Regions from separate parts of the Sus scrofa genome. Here regions 2 and 3 are each linked to region 1. A link is a contact called in public HiChIP or PLAC-seq and promoter capture Hi-C data. All regions are on one chromosome and are shown on one strand. Each heading gives the region's core, a stretch centred on a gene start, on an enhancer-like site or on the middle of the called end of the contact. The rest is flanking DNA. Distances are from core to core; before and after follow the strand shown.

The links. Promoter capture Hi-C pulls out the DNA fragments that hold promoters and counts their contacts. HiChIP or PLAC-seq counts read pairs in DNA pulled down with a chosen protein or histone mark.
Region 2: an H3K27ac HiChIP or PLAC-seq map of skeletal muscle shows a contact between it and region 1, with 4 times the contacts expected there. The contact joins the promoter of OGN here to the promoter of ECM2 in region 1. A contact is called at or near these places in 2 of 47 Hi-C or Micro-C datasets (embryonic fibroblasts and omental adipose tissue) and 1 of 2 datasets of contacts at active chromatin or transcription factors (skeletal muscle).
Region 3: a promoter capture Hi-C map of fetal liver shows a contact between it and region 1, with 2.7 times the contacts expected there. The contact joins the promoter of OMD here to the promoter of ECM2 in region 1. A contact is called at or near these places in 1 of 5 promoter capture datasets (fetal liver), 1 of 47 Hi-C or Micro-C datasets (skeletal muscle) and 1 of 2 datasets of contacts at active chromatin or transcription factors (skeletal muscle).

What each region holds. Positions count from the first base shown.
Region 1 is chr3:42,242,370-42,245,082 of Sscrofa11.1, forward strand. It overlaps ECM2 (extracellular matrix protein 2), which reads right to left and starts at 1,377. Exons shown (of 10, transcript XM_021086993.1): 1 at 1,035-1,377. All of the region lies in intron 5 of CENPP (centromere protein P), which reads left to right.
Region 2 is chr3:42,133,344-42,136,056 of Sscrofa11.1, forward strand. OGN (osteoglycin) reads right to left here and starts at 1,361. Exons shown (of 6, transcript NM_001315728.1): 1 at 1,188-1,361. The coding sequence starts at 1,361. All of the region lies in intron 5 of CENPP (centromere protein P), which reads left to right.
Region 3 is chr3:42,153,672-42,156,384 of Sscrofa11.1, forward strand. OMD (osteomodulin) reads right to left here and starts at 1,361. Exons shown (of 3, transcript XM_003124781.4): 1 at 680-1,361. The region is part of intron 5 of CENPP (centromere protein P); the gene reads left to right.

The sequences.
Region 1 (2,713 bases), core at 127-2,626:
ACATGTGTGACTCTCCATGCTGTGGTAGGTAAGAGTAATGAGGAGTCAGGCCCTGAAACTTCCACAACGGTCTCAGGCATCGTGTTGTCCCTGGGCCTCTTAGCAGAGCACTGCCTGAGCTCACCCTTCTCCCATATCCCACCCCTCTTTGTCTTTCTCTTTTTTCTCCCCCTTCCTAATTGGCTCACTTTTACTGATCCAGAAATCTAAATAGATATGTACAGAAATAAATTTACAGAGCCTCTTAATTTTAATAAAATCAGAATCTAAATAGTCTCATTGAAACGTTTCATTTTTATGAAATGGCCTCTTAGTATTAATTTTATAATCAATGCTTGGGCCTTTGTTATTTTCAGTGATTTGTAGAATTTCACATTGCATTTAATATTTACTTAAAAAACAACTTTGCAATCAGTGAATATGTTTCTAGAGGTAAACTTTTATGACACAGTAGATCTAATCACAGTAGGTATTATTTTGATCAAGTAAATTTTTCTTCCCTTTTAGCATTCATTGTGTTTATCCCAACATTAAATATAATTTATAAAGCTTGGCTAACTTATTTTTATTTTTCTCCATTTAAAAGTTGTTCATCAGCTGAGTTAAGTAAGCTTTAAAAGTATTAAACTTAGAGTTTTAAATGTCCACACAAAGTCATGGGATGCCTGTTATCCTTTTTAACTTCACTCAACAGGCTTAAAATGAAAAACAATTTTAATGAATTCTTTATGCTCTTTACGACTTAAAATTAGAAAAGAATGAAATTTTCAAACCAACTTATACTTCCATCAAGCATCTAATTCTATTTAAACATATAAAATATATTTAATCCTAATTTCATAAAGTTTTAAGTACTTCGGAAGTAGTCATCCTGAAAAAAACAAGTAAACAAAATAATGCACACTTTAAACTTTTAAAATCTGTTATTAGGAGCTAATTTCCTCAAATGTTAAACATATTTACAACATAAAATACCGAAATATTAAAACCATTCCACATGCTTTAGAAGAAACGTAAAATTTAAAACATTTTACCTGGAAATCTAAACTAAGTAGGCTTTGCTTGGTGTCATTTAAGTCTCCAGATGAAAATGAAACAAAACCAGAGCTTTCTTTAAAACAAAGAAGGGAATGTTGAAAAATGTTAACTCACTTCTTAGTAAAATCTAAAATAACTGCTTCCCTGGGGAATACATGCCTTTCGCTTCTTTGTGCAGAAAATCAGCCAGAAGAGTAACCAGGGAAAATGGTTACCAAGGGAAATATTTGTTCTAAATCACAGGAAAAGGGGAAAGCGACAGCGGGGGAGAAAAGCATTCGTCTGTAGGCTGAGAAGGCAGTTAGAAGCACAAAAACGGGGCTTGATTAAGAAATGTGTGATGTTTGTAAACTAATTGTGTTTAAAATATCTTAACATTCATACTAGCCTGCCTATCACTTGAGCTTTATCAGACTGCAGAGATGCTGTTGTTGCCAAGTTAGAGGACTGTGCATTCCTAGGATGCCTTTAATTGGGGTAATGTTATTTAACTCTTTCATCATTTTTCTGCCAGCTACACCAATCTCACTGGCAATATTGTTAGCAAAACAAAAGGCTGTTATATATTAATGTCATTGAAATTATGTAACTTCCACCTTTAAGCAATAACAAGAAAATATGCAAAGGAGCCATGAGGCTTCTGATTATGATTACTCTGGCAGATGAATTATCTACTTCAGCCTCAGTTTTTTCATCTGCAAATGAGCAGGTCAGAGACAGATGAAGGTTCCAGGCCCACAGTACTGCTTATGGGGTACCTTGGGTGAGTTACCTTCTTTGTACAGCTGGGATGTTAATACCTTTCTTTCACATTTTTGTGCAAATGAATGTGCTATCCATTCATTATGTGAATGAATAGCATATACAAAATGCCTGTCATAGACTAGGTAATTATATCTTTTTTTTTTAGTTATTACTTACCTCAGAAGTCTAAATTATTTAACAGAGAGTAACTTCATTTTTGTTCTTCCTAAAAATCTTAACATGACCTAGATAGATCATATCAGGATGATGGAATGATCACATGGGGCACCCAAAATTCCAAAAATAACAAAACTATGTTTGCTTTTAAAAATGTAACACTGCAGGAGTTCCTGCTGTGGCACAACAGGATCAGTGGCATCATGGGGGCACTGGGTCGCAGGTTTGATCCCTGGCCCAGCAGAGTTGGTTAAGGATTGTGCATTGCCACAACTGCAGCTTAGGTCACAACTCTCGCTCAAATCTGGTCCCTGGCCCAGGAACTCCATGTGGCACGAGGCAGCCAAAAAAGAAAAAAAAAAAAAAAAAAAAAAAAAGTAGCATTGTGGAGTTCTCTTGTGGCTCAGTGGGTTAAGGATCCAGTGTTGTCACTGAAGCAGCTTAGGTCACTGCTGTGGCACAGGTTTGATTCCTGGCCCGGGAACTTCCACATGCTGTAGGTATGGCAAAAAAAAAAAAAGTAACACTGCACTACAAAATAATTAGTTCTATTAGAAGACAAGAAATTTTGAAAAATTCCTTTAAGACATAGGCTCAGACAAATGATGCCAAAGACCAAAACATCGAGAAAGGATGATTGTGTGGGTATTCCAGGTTTAGAAATTATAAATCCTAGGAATGGTGAGATTCACTGGACCCCAGTCCTCCTGACGTCTCCATCATTTGTTCCACATATTAGGCATTTCCGTCTAAA
Region 2 (2,713 bases), core at 111-2,610, 110 kb before region 1:
CAAATATCTTGGTCTGCGCCTTTATATTAAGATAGAGTGACTTCTAAAGCAGTGTAAAGAGAAGAAGTGGGTAAAGTTTTACTTACTACATTTTAGGGACCAAGGGATTTCGAAAGTATTCTTTTAACTGATTGATAGATTCAAATCAGCCATGTGAACCAAAAGCTTGCTGTTATGATGGGCCTTTTTCTTTAAGCTTATATATACTTAAATAATAATGATGATGATAATGGCTATTAACCAACTCCATTGAAAGAAATTGTAGTGTTAACATTTGCTCATGTGTACTAAAAAGAGCATTAAAAGGAAGCATTTATAACTGTTCACTCTTAAAATCTTTGTAATCTTATTTATAGTGAAGAACTTGTGAAGCAACCAAGATTATTATGTATTTGGCTGCATTTCTCATTTTTCATTTTGTGCCTGTGTGTGAAAGAGAGACGGACATACAGACACACAGTAGGCAGGCAACAGATACTTCTGTGGTGTATTAACTTTTTCCTTTCCCAGAGTTCATTTCTGTGTGCCAGTAAAACCACAAGTAATTACTTAGCCCCTGTTGAAGTAGAATATGAAAGATGTGGTATGAAAGTCATCCCTGTACAGTATTAGCTCAGCGACAATTACAGATACTTGATAAAATGATAGGTTCTAAATTGTTGAAACTGATGAAAAATTAAGCCCCTTATCAAGTAGTTTTCATTTTTTGATACTGTGTATAGTTGGCATATGTGAATTCTTATGAAATACTGAAATAATCCAAATAAGCAGTACCCTTCTGTTTATTCCCTTGAACCACTTCTTCCTAAAACAATAAACCTTAAGCTAGTAATCCATCTTTATTTCCTAATACATATTTCTCCTATTTTATTTTACTGTACAAATATAGGGCATTGTGTAACATTAGCATATAAATCTCAACTGGTCAGAAATCATCTTAAAGTTTAGTTTTCCTTAAATTTCATGTTTTGGTTGCTACAGATACTGTTTGGTCATCATAGATTCTGTTTATTAATTTGGGAAGCATGCATACTTTAAAATTATCATCTTATGGACAGTTATTTTGAATTATTTTGACTCATATAAAGTGCTTTTCATTTACCCTCAGATACAGTCAGAAAAAACAAAAACATGCATTTAAATGGGTGATTATTTTAGAAATTAAATTTAGAGTAGAAGTAAAATACCTTAATACTTTTTCCATCCAGGTATTTATCCTCATAATCTTGGCTAAATAAGGTTTCTTCAAAATTATTTGTTCCATAATCAGAGATAATGCGAGAGTCCTGCTGAGATGGTGGTGCTGGCTTTATCAGAGGCACAAACAGGAACAAGAGAAGTGTAGATTGCAGAGTCTTCATTTTAGCAAAAATTAAGGTGTCTGGAAGTTAATAAGCTAGTGGCCTGCTGACTGTGGGACAATACTCTCTTTTTCCCTGGAAGTAAAAACGCAGACCATCGAAGCAATATTTAAAAGCTTAGAGGACTTTTTGGCAGAGTGTACGCAGTAGGGACTAGAGAACAAGTATTTAACCCTTAGTGATCTTTAATTAGATGCTAAAAGTTTTTATGTATTGATGACCTTCTGAAAAATAGTTTCAGAAAGTGGTTTTTGTTCTTTTTCTATCAAAAATCCAAGCACTGTTGACAATTTCAGTTTTTTAATAGTTAGGTGCCTTGAACAAAGGTACTTGTATACAGTTGAAATCTTCTTAGGATACCTGTAATTTAAATAGTTAACATGAAGACCCATGATCCTGTCTCATGTGAGTTAGAAATATCATATTTCAACTTTGGTACTTTATAAGAACTCTTGATTTGTAGTGGTATGAACAGAAACAAGTTCCAAGAACAGTTTTAAAATTTAAACATTATGAAAAGTAGTCATTAACACTTACTTTAAGGCAGTACAGGATATTGGAAAAGTCATAATTTGAATTTTCTTAGTTTTATAATTTTTATAGATATTGTTTTTAGTTAATAGCATTGCTTTTTAAAATTTAAACTGAAAAATGAAGAAATAAAGAAAGAAATTGGAAGGATACTTTTAGGCTCACCACTGGATTTTATCTGGTGGTGCACATTTTCCACTTTTCTTAAGTAACTTCAGCCAGAATCACTCAGAGTTGCTGGTGCTGCATTGTAGTTACCAGTTTGTCAAAAACCAATGGTTGAAATTTAAGAATAATATGGTTTTGTGACTTTTGCAGCACCCTGTTCTTGCCTGAATGGATATTAAAGTTAGACAATGATATACTAAAGTGCTTGTTAAAAACAATTGTTCAAAGTAACTGAAACTTAAAAAAATTAAATATGGCCTTTACATTTACCAAGATTCTTAGATGTCACATTTTAACAAACGATATTTAAAATAATATTTGGAAAAAAGAGCCTACCGTTGTAGCTGTTTTGAAGTTTTTTGCGGTTTTCCTCAATAGATGGTCATGGCTTGCAATAGCCCCAAGTGGGAGGGTGAATGAGAAAAGCTGTGGAATGATTTCAAACTGCTGAATAGAATTTCAGGGCCCAGCAGCTTTAAAAGCACTTTCCATTTGGTAATGATCTTTGCCAACATTCCTTCTCTAGGGTGAAATGTAGTGTGTTGTACTAGAGAACTGTGCTTAAAATATTTGTTAAGTGCTGTACTCAGACTGCTTCTACTGATTACCATAAATTTGTGTTATTTTTATTATGTAATGTAATTTTTACTCAT
Region 3 (2,713 bases), core at 111-2,610, 89 kb before region 1:
ATTTAACTCTGTAGAATATAAGTTGTGTACATCACTGTTAACATCACTGTTAACACCCAACACCTAAGAAAGTAAGACTATTTTGCTATTAAAAATATGAGTCTCAAAATTATTTTTAGCTATAATACATTTGAATCTTAATTAATTTAAATTCAAAAACTAGATCCTTCAGTGCTAGGAGGGTACTTGTTTTTTGTCTTTGAGAAAAAGGCAAAAACATTGTAATATCAGGGATTTGGTTAATAGAGAAATTTTAATAAAATTGCTAGTAAAATTCTTCAAATACCTATCTTCTCTACAACCGGAATCTAGCATTGCTCAGATATATGGCTCAAAGGCATTTTTCCATATTTTGTCACTTAAAGTTTGAGAGAGAAAGAGAAAGAAACAGAAAGTTATTCCATTAACCTGAGAATCTTTCATTCAGAGTAATAAATAAATAAATAAATAAAGATATATTGGGTAAATCCCAAGTTAGAAAATTAAATTCACTATATTATACCTTTCCCTGAATATTTTGGCTGATCAAATTTTAGTGTAGCTTTTTACCAGATATTGCTTATAAAACTGTGCATTTATGATGGCTACAGTCTATTTTAATGTTAAACAAGTCACATATACTTTGTTTTTAACAGTAGGAATATTTTCTTAAAAATTAAAAATTATTTTATCATCATACCTGTTGAGTTTGCTTTAGTTTTCAGGGGTTGATGAGTTTGCAAATCCTGTAAATGAATCAGAAATTCCTTAAGTCTTAAACTGAGTCTCTTAAAAATCCACAGTAACTGTGTGTCCAGGCAGGGCTGTCTCTTGAATTACTATAGCAATTTAAGCAAAATAATCTGCTTGGAAAACACTTGGGTTGAATTAAAATTATGCATTTCTTTTCATTATCCAAAGCTTTCTGGACTCAAATTAAAATGCTTGTGTTCTTGGTCAGATTTATGTGGCTTACTTCTTTCTCTCCCCCTTAATTTTGGTTTGAGGTGTGGCAAGAATTTCCTCTAATATGAAAGGCAAACAGAACTAAATGAAACAGCTTGTACTGATTACTGTTTTTGTTTTCATTTTCGTGCCAAAGAATTCTTCAAATTAAGGTCCATTCTAACATGGAGTTCAGTGTCTTGGAATTTTAAGGTGGAACTCAGAGTCATATTGAGATCTGGGTTGTCTGATACCTTTGGTTCACACCAGTGCTTCCATTTATTAAGACAAGGAACCAGGATTAGAACCATGCAGCATTTCACATCTAGTATATTTTAAAAATGAAAGAGATTGTCATTTGTGACACATTAAATATATAACTTTTCCATTCAAAAAAAATTTATACCTTCTCAGTGCTTTCTCACCTTCCTCCCACATACTAACATGCCTTCTAATAACCTTTGAAATAAAATTAATCTCTTAGTTATGGAATTCACTTAGAAGGTATATTTCTGATTTGTCTGTTTTTAATAGTTAAAAATAATTTTATAGTATTGAATAAGGTGGAATTAGGAACTTCTTTTGATCAATTCTTATTGCCTTTATTTTGCAGATGTAGAAAATTTACAGATTTCACTGAGCTGTCTCTCCTGAAGAGTAGGAGTTAGCTACTTATATTTTTATACTAATTTCATATTTTAAACAGAGAGTTCTTGTGCTCTTGGCAATGAACTTTGAGTTCATTCTTTAGGAGATTCTTTCAAGCTTGTGCAAACTAATAAGGTAAAGTGAATCCTAGAATTTGTTTTGTTTCCTCAAAATAGTATTTTCCATTAGGTTTTTACAAAGAATTAACAAGATTATTTTGTTATATTTCAGATTTTTAAAAAGTGAACAGTGTTTCAAGAGATGTTTTGGCAATATGTAAAAATCTTGTCTATTAGTTGAGACAGTGGTATGTGAAACGTGGCCGTTGTATTTGGGCCAAGATTTCATCATGTTACTGATCTTTTCCGTATGTTTCCTATTAGTGTTTGTTCATAAACCTCAGCCTTCCACACTAAGAGAGCAAATCTGTGTACTTTTTCCAAAAATTATTCTACATGCCCTCACAGTTCTTTTGGAACATTAATTTAAAATTAACAACTTAATTTTTATTTAATTCTTCATTTAACTCTGTGATTTGAACTTAGGATAGTGATTGTTGCTCATGTTCCTAACAAATGTGAAAGTATTTATCAGTAGACAGATAGAACACTCTGAGTCAAAAGTGTCTAGGAAGTTTAAACAAAGTTGATGGTGTCCAGGAAGTTTAGGTTGGCAGGGGGTAGGAGAGGTGGTTCAAGTCAGGCCTCAGAGGAAAAATAGAAGCTGCAAGTGATTGTGACAGTTCATTGTTTTCATTTGGTGTTTATAATTGTGGCATTTAGGAAATGAAGTCAATTGAATTGGTGAAAGTCTTGGTTATATTCTGCCATTATAATTTGATTGAAGTAGATACAGTATCTCAGAGCTGAATTACTAGTGCTAGCTGGGAAAGGTCTGACTGAGAGCCAGTAATTGTAGTTATAAACTATAAATCTTTTTAATTCATTTATGTATTCAGCTAGTATTTGTTGAGCACCTACTTTGTTCAAGGCACTTTTAGGTGCAGAGGACTCAGCAGTTAGAGTCTCTGTATTCATAGAAGAGGAAGACAGAAAACAACAACAACGTATGTCATGTTGTGTAGAGTGCAGTAGAGAACAAAGCAAGGTAGATGGTAAACGGGAATGAGGACAGGGTGTAA